Regions from separate parts of the Mus musculus genome. Here region 2 is linked to region 1. A link is a contact called in public HiChIP or PLAC-seq data. All regions are on one chromosome and are shown on one strand. Each heading gives the region's core, a stretch centred on a gene start, on an enhancer-like site or on the middle of the called end of the contact. The rest is flanking DNA. Distances are from core to core; before and after follow the strand shown. Region 1 overlaps Fam114a1 (family with sequence similarity 114, member A1). Region 2 has its middle 24 kb from the start of Wdr19.

Region 1 (4,383 bases), core at 674-3,173:
TTTAAAAGAAGGAAATATATTTAAAAGAAAGCAATTTAGATGGGAAGAGACCTCCTCATGACGTAGCTGCAGCCCTTGCCATTGGCAAATATGTCTAACAGAAAGCAGCCTTGGGCTACCCGATCATGCTGTCTAGAGCTACAGCTATTCCTCTTTACCACTGGTCGGAGACCCAGCCTCCACAAGTATGCTATTTCATCTCTCTCTCCCAATGGGCTGGGCCTTTGGATTTGATAGGATTCACAAGAAGAGGACTTAAGAAGAATATTGAACTGGGGTGTGGTATCACCCCATACCCCATGGTCCCAACCCAACCGCATCCCCACGTCTTCCAGTACAGGGAGTGATTCCGAACATCAACCCTGACCGTGCAAGGCATGACTGGGATACAAGAGCCAGAGTAAGGCCACACTTCGAACATGGACTTCACCTTGCTGTGTGGTCAAGGTGAGGCAACTCAAGTTCAGGTTAGCATAAGTCAAAGTGTTCTAAAGAAGAGCCTGACCAAGGATCTGACCTTCAAGGTTAGAAGGCATTCTCAACTATAAAACTTCCTCAGTATGTCAAAGGGATTATACATGTTGGTTCTGGCATCAGATGGACTGGATTTAAATCCTGCTTCCCGCTTACCAACTTTGGGACCTTTGGCAGATAACGTTCTTTTGATTGACCTCAGTTTTCTCAGTTATGGAAGGGGTATTACACATCTCTTAGCACAGTGTTATTAAGAAAAGTAGACACTTTAATACAGTGTCTGGGATGTCCTAAAGGTATAGAGGAGAGATTTTGGAAGGTCGATATTATAATTCTCATGGCAGAAAAAGCACAGAAGCAGAGACACGCGGACAAATTAGGTAACTAAGTTAACATCACACAGCTAAGAAATTGTGGGACCAATGTCCTTGGCGGATTTCAGTCTAGATTGCTTTCATTTAGCGTGTAAGCACAGGTAATTAAAAAGCCAGATGGCCATGGAATGTTTTTAGAGGACACTGTCCTGCAACATTCTTGGGACATTCTTGCCCTCTTGTCTTGATTTGGGTTTGCTGGGTTTTTTTTTGTTTGTTTGTTTGTTTGTTTGTGTTTTTTTTTGTTTTGTTTTGTTTTGTTTTGTTTTCTGGTTTGGCTTTCCAGCACTCACCTACTGCAGCCTGAAAACCAGACCCAGTCCCAGCCTCAGAGCCTTGGGATTCCGGAGCCTTCCATGTTTTAGAATATTTAGGGTTTGTGGTGGTGTGAAGTTATTTCACAAACGACACCAAGTAGTGTCACACACATTTGTTGTCTTTTTCTTGTTAGTAGAAACCTCTGGAAATGGAGTCATTAGTCAAAAATAAAAGTCCCAGTGGCTCTGTTATGATTTCCTTATCTGGGCACTAGATGTCACACTAAGTCAAGCTTTGGAAGTGGCTCAGCTAAGTAGGGTGTGGCAGTCTCTACCTATTTAAAAAAAAATCACAATATTTAGGTAAATATAACGCTTAAATTTGAATTTCTAGGAAAATTCAGAAAGTACTTTCTTTTACTTACAAAAAAACTTAGAATTGTTAATCAGAGAACAGATAGCACCATGGTGAAATGCCGGCTTAAACACATCTTAGCTGCATGCACATGAAAACTGTCTTCCATTCCGAAAACAAAGGGGTAGTTCTGGAGACAGTTTATGCACACTTGTCTGTGGTCATGTGGGAGGCTTGTTCTTTTTTTCCCTTTGCTGTTTTGTTTGAGACGGTATCTCATGTAGCCCAGGCAAGCCTTGGACTTGTTAGGTAGCTGAGGCTAGTCTCTTACCTTCCTCTGCTTTCCAAGTGCTGGGACTACAGACTGGCCAAGATGAGAAGCAGCTCTCCCAACAGAGAAACAGACAAGACTAACCTACTGTGGAGGAAGTCAAAGAGGGGGATGTAAGGCCCCGGAAGATTAAAGAGCTAATAATGAGTGTGAGCGCCGCTGAGCCCCAGAGCTGAGCAAGCTGTGCCTCCAGAGATCACTTATTCCCTGACTTTGGCTCTCAGAAATCTATAGCTGTGAATTATGCGTGGAGAATTCTGCAGTCTCCTTTTGGAAAGTCTGTGTGGATGTTGTTGTTGTTGTTTTTAAACTACCTTGAAGAATATGAAGCCAACGACTTAAGTGTTTGCTGAAATTTCGATGAGATTCCATTGAAATGTTTGGAATTCTTTGGAGGCTAGAAAGAATTAATTCGAGTCAGATTGAAAGCTTATAATTAAGTCTTCGGCTTAGCAGTTTGTTTTTTTTTTTTTTTCCGAGTAACTCAGTAATGAGTTTGAGCTGTGTTTAATTATCTGCATGAGTGTAGGCACATATTTCTATTGTAATTAAAGCTGTAAATCATGTTTCCTAAGTTTTCAGGGTTTGTAGGTAATATATGATGACAAATAGCTTTCGTTGGAAGAAGCCAGTAAATACCATTGCCTGTGTTGCTTTGATAAATCAGGTTAGAACTGAGAAATCGGCCTTCTGTGTGTATGTGGGGGTGCATGTGTGAGTATGTGCAGAGGCCAAAGGCTAACCTCGAAAGTCAAAGGGTATTCCTCAGGATTGTGTCTGCCTTGCCTTTTGAAACAGCATGGCTCACTTGGCCTGAAATTTACTGATTCAGTTACAACGGCTGGATGTCAAGCCCCAGGGATGTATCTGTCTCTATGTCCCCAGCTCTGAGGCTACAAACTCATGCCACCACACCTAGATTTCCACAGGGTTCTATGCATTGATATCAGATCCAAAATACTACTCTTTTGAGTATGTATGAGTCTCATCTGTGTCTTCCTCTAACTCAAGAGATGGATGAACAGTCATTTGAACAGTGTTTTGTAATTCTGACTGGTTCTAGTTGACTCTGGTGTCTTCCTTTGACTTGGTTACCACTGCCTCGTGTTTGAACAACCCAGGGTCCCAGGATGCGTGCTTCCTTTCTCCTTACATGCCACGGCAGGTAGCAGGCACCCAGATGGAGGGGGCACAGGCTGTTTTTCCTTCTAGAACTCCAGTAGCCATGAGGACCGCAGTGGTCTACCAGTGCTTTGATCCCTTCCTCCTGTCTAAGAAAGGCTTACCCCATCTTAGTGCAGGGTGTCAAGCTGTCTGTGGATGAAATAGAAGACTCTTTTCTATCAAGTCAAGGGTTGGTTTTTACCCAATGAGTGGGAAGGTCTGCTCTGTACTCCTTACCGAATCCCAACTGTGCCAGTGTCTTGGAAATAAAGACTGTCCCTTCTTGGAAATACAGGTGCTATTAGTCTGATGGAGTCCGTGACCTTCAGCCTACTTTGGACTGCTACTCCTTCCCAATTTCCCCACTGAGTGACCCTTTGATTTAGAGCTGTCAGCTCAAGACCTTTCATGGTGTACGTTTGAGGAACTGTAGTGTTATTTTTTTATTTGTTTGTTTGGAGGGCTTTGTTTTGTTTAGAGACACGATCTTGCTAAGTAGCCCACACTGACCTAGAATCTTATGCAGACTAGGCTAGACTCAAACTTGCCATCCTCCTGCCTCAGCCCCCTGAGTGTTAGGATTATATGCCACCATACATATAATCCTAGGAACATATTATACATAGGTTTATACATAGGAACGTATTGAAGGTCATCTGACTTCAATCCAGCCCATGTTAACTGAGCACCTGCCATGTGCTAGGACTTCAAAAAGCCAACAGCGACCACAAGAGAACGATTGATCAGCCATATGACACTTTAGAAAACAGGATGAAGACATGCCTTTCAAAGACGCTGACTTGAGTTTGGAGTTTCCCTGTTAAAAACAGCCACCATGGCAGAAGCCAAAAGGGGTCTGGGAACATAGTGAGGAAACTGAGTCACAAAAGAGAGTGGCTTTAAGGCCACTCAGCCTGACCATGCTGAGTTCATCTTTGGATCCTACCACAGGGAATCTGAACACATTGCTGCCATTCAGGGTAGAACCCCGCAGTCCAGATGGTCTTGTGAGATTAGTCTAGGGTCACAGACTGTGCAGATTGTAATGTCTCTGTGAACTATATATTTATGTCCTTGCAGGTCATGGATTAACAGCAGTCAAAGAAAAGGCAGGGGCAACCCTACGAATCCACAGTGCCAATTCTGCATCTCCCGAAGGGGCCCCAACTGATGCTGAAAACGGAATCTCTGGAAGTGAGTGGCGTGCTCGCCTGGTGTTTTGTTACACCCGTGTGCATGACTACACAGTGGGGAAAAGCCCAAGTTCAGATCAGCAAAATGCATTCTAACCAGGGTGTTATTTCTTGCCATGACAGATGTGACTCCAGATCAGGACCCTGCCAGAGGCCCCCACACTCCTCCTCCACCAGGGGCGGCAGGGTCGAGAGGCATGCTGTCAGCCCTCACCAATGTGGTTCAAAACACGGT
Region 2 (4,325 bases), core at 558-3,057, 170 kb after region 1:
CTAGAGAAAGTACCGGAGGAGCTAAAGAGATCTGCAACCCTATAGGTGGAACAACATTATGACCTAACCAGTACCCCGGAGCTCTTGACTCTAGCTGCATATGTATCAAAAGATGGCCTAGTCGGCCATCACTGGAAAGAGAGGCCCATTGGACACGCAAACTGTATATGCCCCAGTACAGGGGAACGCCAGGGCCAAAAAAAATGGGAATGAGTGGGTAGGGAAGTGGGGGGGGAGGGTATGGGGGACTTTTGGGATAGCATTGGAAATGTAATTGAGGAAAATATGTAATAAAAAAACATATTTTATTTAGGGTTCTTAAATGCTTCAACTTCCCTTCTAGTCCTCCAACAAGGAGTAGGGGAGAAAGGTTAATAGGAAAAGGGGGTTATGGACCTGTTTGGAAGTAGTTCTTTGGGGGCGATTCCACCCTTCATTGTCAGGATGTCAGCAGTCCAGTCCAATAGCAAACACCAAACATGAATCAGCAGTGATGGCTAGATCCAGAAGAAACCGCAAGGCTCCGCTGAATCTGCGAGAGTCAACAGAAGCAGCCAGAAGCAGCTGGAATACCATGAGAAGTTCTTTGGTGAAATGAAGATCAGTGAAGACCAACAAAGACCAGTGAAGACCAGCAAAGACCGGTAAAGACCGGCAAAGACCAGTAAAGACCAGCAAAGACCAGTGAAGCATCACACAGTGTATGCAAGAGCATCCTCTCACTGTGTGTGGGGTTCCATTTCTATTCTTCTTAAACATCACGCACCCTCTCAAGTGTCTGTTTTCAGCAAAACATCACCTGCCCTCCCACAAGACAGCTTCCAGAAAATTATCATGTGACACAGCTGAGTTGTTAAAGAAACTAAAAATTTCCACGCCAGGGGTCAATGTAGATATCTGTGGCTTGTATTACCACTAAAAACCATGGGACATCCCTGGTCTGGGAAGCTGCCTGGGACCACATAGATGTCCAAGGGCTGTACAGAACATGCCCTATCCCACACTGGCTGCAACACTCAGGAGAGCCGGCCCTGCACCTCATCTGGGCAACACAGTGGAGCTGGTTCTGGAGGCCTGGATGTGCTTGAGCGAGCCCCTGCCTCTGCCTCTGCCTCCTGCCAATGGCAACACTGGGTGGCTTAGCTGGAGCAGTGCTGGAGAGCTTGCCCTTGTGGTGCAGATGCGGGAGAGGCAGCGGGTTGAGCAGCTCAGCGAACACCCAGGCCCAGCCCCACAGCTTTGAGTTGGCCCACTCCGAAATCTACATCACCTGTGACCTGTCGGAGAGCGTGAAGGGGCGGGCCCTGATGACCCAAAGCTGCAGGATCTCCGGGACACAGGGCAACAACAGGATGACCAGGAAGAGTCCTGATGAGGATTCAATGTTGATGATGTCACAGAAGCCGGAACCAGAGCAGTGATTCATTGCAAGGGAAGATACTGTGGGACACACTGTGACACACTACAGCTTCCACCATGAGATGCTTTCTATGTTTTTTGTTCTGTTTTGTTTGTGTGGCTTTTTAATTTTTTCTTAAGGGGGAGGTTGCAAGGGTGGCGGGCAGATATGGGGGGACGGGGAGATGAGTGGGACTGGGGTGCATGTTGTGAAACTCTAGTTAAAGTTACACAGCTTTGTAAATATAGGATTAGCAGAGTTTAACAACGGTGTGGATGGAATCGGTTTTGTGGCCAGCCGAGTCGTGGCTCCACGGCAGCTGGAGCGAGGAAGGCTAGTGAGACGCTGCTGTGCAGAGAGCTGTCTCTGGGCGCCACAAGAATAGCTGCACCCTGTGAGAACGGCAGAGAGAAAATGCCACGTGACAGGTTTGGCAACGCTGACCTACTTACTGGATTCTGTATTGGAAACACGGTGGCAAAGCTGCGGAGGATGGAAGGGAAGGCGTTAATCCAACGGAGAATTCCTTTACCTCAGAAACCTTAGATCAATACAGGCGCTGAGCTAAAGGGTAGGAGGGCATATGTCTTACACACAAATCGATCATAAAGCAAAGGAGAGGACCACATGTTAGTTCATTCAGAGCTTACTGGAGGGTGTTTTATATTCGTTTTTATTTAGCACGCGTTCCTATATTCGTATTTGTGGTTAGCGTGTACCTGTTCTGCCTTCTCATATAGGACCTCACTCCCTTTGTACGAACGAACATAGATATGGAGGAGCTGTGGTGTTTGGGCTGAGTCACACCCAAGGGAGCGGAGTGCAGGGTTAATTAAGAGAGTCCCAGAGGTTTTACTCTTCGTGTGCTGGGGATGGAGGCAGGCTGGGAGAGGGCTGGAAAGTATGAGTGGGGGGATGGGAAAGCCAGACCAGTGCCATCATCAGGAAGTAAGGGGCAGTCAGGGATGATGGCAGTGTTGTACATATGCAGAGGGTGTGTGTTGTGTGTGTGTGTGAGAGAGAGGAGAGAGAGAAAGATCAGACCATTTGTTATTTTACATACCAATCCTACTGTTAAAGAAATCTGGAATTATTGTTTAAAACTGAGGGTAAGGAAATGGAGAGATGGCTTAAGAGCACATACTGGGTTCAGTTCCCAGCACTCACACCAGTGCCTCATAGCCATCTGTAACTCCAGCCCTGGAGGATCCCCAGCCCTGTTCTACCTCTGCAGGCCCCTGTATTCACAAACATGTACACGCCCTGCACGCAATCCATCCACATCCATGCATGTATATACAGAATTTAAAGTAGAAATCTTCCATGCATGTATATACAGAATTTAAAGTAGAAATCTTCCATGCATGTATATACAGAATTTAAAGTAGAAATCTTCCATGCATGTATATACAGAATTTAAAGTAGAAATCTTCCATGCATGTATATACAGAATTTAAAGTAGAAATCTTTTTAAAGTAAAATTAAGGGTAGTAATGAAAAAGAGGGAGGAGGAGGAGAACAAAACCACCTCAGTAGTCCTGGCCAGTCTGTAACTCAAAGAGATCTGCCTACTTCTGCCTCCTGAGTGCTAGGATAAAAACTGTGTACCACCATGCCATGACTCCAAAATATGTGGAGGCCTGTAGGAGGCTGCAGTAACGTCTGGCTGCAGTCTGCAGACAGGCCCCATTTACCCAGCCCGTCTGCCCTTCCTCTCAACCTACTGAAAGAATCACGTGGACCACTTTCGGCAGGAATATTAACAGACGTCTGTTTCCTTTCCTCACACATTTTCAAGTGTATTGACATTTTACTCAATATTTGCGTGTTGAGAGAGTTAATGTGTTACACGTGGAATCTGAAACAGTCAAAACAAGAAATGGTCATCACAAGGACAAAGAGAAGAAGTAGAGTTGGAGCTGAGCCAGAAGCTTTCTCCCAGCTGGCTGGCTTCCAGAGTGCTGGAAGGTGCTACGGGCTGCTGGGGAGGAATGTCATCAAGTCTTAACCCAGCCGTGGACCCTGCACACTCACTACTAACAAGATGCGCCTATGAGACCAAGAGCCTATTGCTAGCGTGACTATTATAGAGTTAGCAGTGTCTCTCCGGTTAGAGTTAAAGACTGCTCCAGGAGAGGGAATCTATGCCAGGTACTATAACCTCATCAAAAGCCGTGGCTGGAGATGCCATAAGCCCTACTGAGAAATCTATTGATTTAAGTGGGTCCTGTGCCTGTCACATGCTGCCTTCTACATATCGGAAGTTTACAGTCTTAGATCAGTGCTGCTCCCGGCTTTGGCCAGAGAAGCTACCTTTTACAGTGGGCGGTGGTTACAGCAGACTCTGAGCTGAAAATAAGTGGCCTTTGAATGCTTGGGCCTGAGTAGGAAATTTGTATCACCCCTCCAAGGTTCAGGGTACCTCCTAGAGGAGGGAACAGAAAGAGTGTAAGAAGGGGTGGTGAGATGGTTTAGCAAGATGCTTGCTTGTCACCAAGGCCCTGAGTTTGACTCCCAGAATCCACATCCTGGAAGGAGAGAACCAAGTCCCCAAATTTGTCCTCTCACCTCTACACATGCAGTAGGGCATGCACATGTGCATATATGCATGCATCCTCACACACACAGTATATGCATACACATAGGTTTTAAGGACTACTCTCTTCCAGGCACACCGTGATCATTGCAGCTCATGAACACAGAGTGCCTGTGATAACCTGTTCAAGACAACGGTGATTTTATATAATAACAAGGATACATTTATAAACGCTCCTCAAGATATTGGTCACAATCTAAAGTAAAACGCCAGGGTTACTCAGAGAAACCCTGTCTCAAAAAATCAAAACAAAAACAAAAGAAAAAGAAAAATGTGAAATATACTTTCTTTAAGACATCAAAGGACAGTGGGAACCCTGAGGACAGGAGG

What was found. HiChIP or PLAC-seq counts read pairs in DNA pulled down with a chosen protein or histone mark.
Region 2: a contact with region 1 is called in an H3K4me3 HiChIP or PLAC-seq map of forebrain, with 5 times the contacts expected there. The contact joins two enhancer-like sites. A contact is called at or near these places in 1 of 15 datasets of contacts at CTCF or cohesin (large pre-B cells), 6 of 484 Hi-C or Micro-C datasets (the HPC-7 cell line, bone marrow-derived macrophages, cardiomyocytes and 3 more) and 5 of 115 datasets of contacts at active chromatin or transcription factors (SST interneurons, embryonic stem cells, forebrain and 1 more).

Annotation. Positions count from the first base shown.
Region 1 is chr5:65,001,763-65,006,145 of GRCm38.p6, forward strand. Fam114a1 (family with sequence similarity 114, member A1) reads left to right here. Exons shown (of 14, transcript NM_026667.3): 4 at 4,036-4,149; 5 at 4,272-4,381. The region is part of intron 2 of Gm32374 (a long non-coding RNA gene); the gene reads right to left. Among named protein-coding and RNA genes, the nearest start is that of Gm32374, 16 kb to the right of the region's middle. Within about 2 kb of position 1,924, at least 37 of the 459 cell types and tissues checked have an H3K27ac peak or open chromatin away from gene starts, as enhancers often do. A contact at or near this core is called in forebrain, where this site is marked.
Region 2 is chr5:65,174,019-65,178,343 of GRCm38.p6, forward strand. No RefSeq gene overlaps it. Among named protein-coding and RNA genes, the nearest start is that of Wdr19, 24 kb to the right of the region's middle. Within about 2 kb of position 1,808, at least 77 of the 459 cell types and tissues checked have an H3K27ac peak or open chromatin away from gene starts, as enhancers often do. A contact at or near this core is called in forebrain, where this site is marked.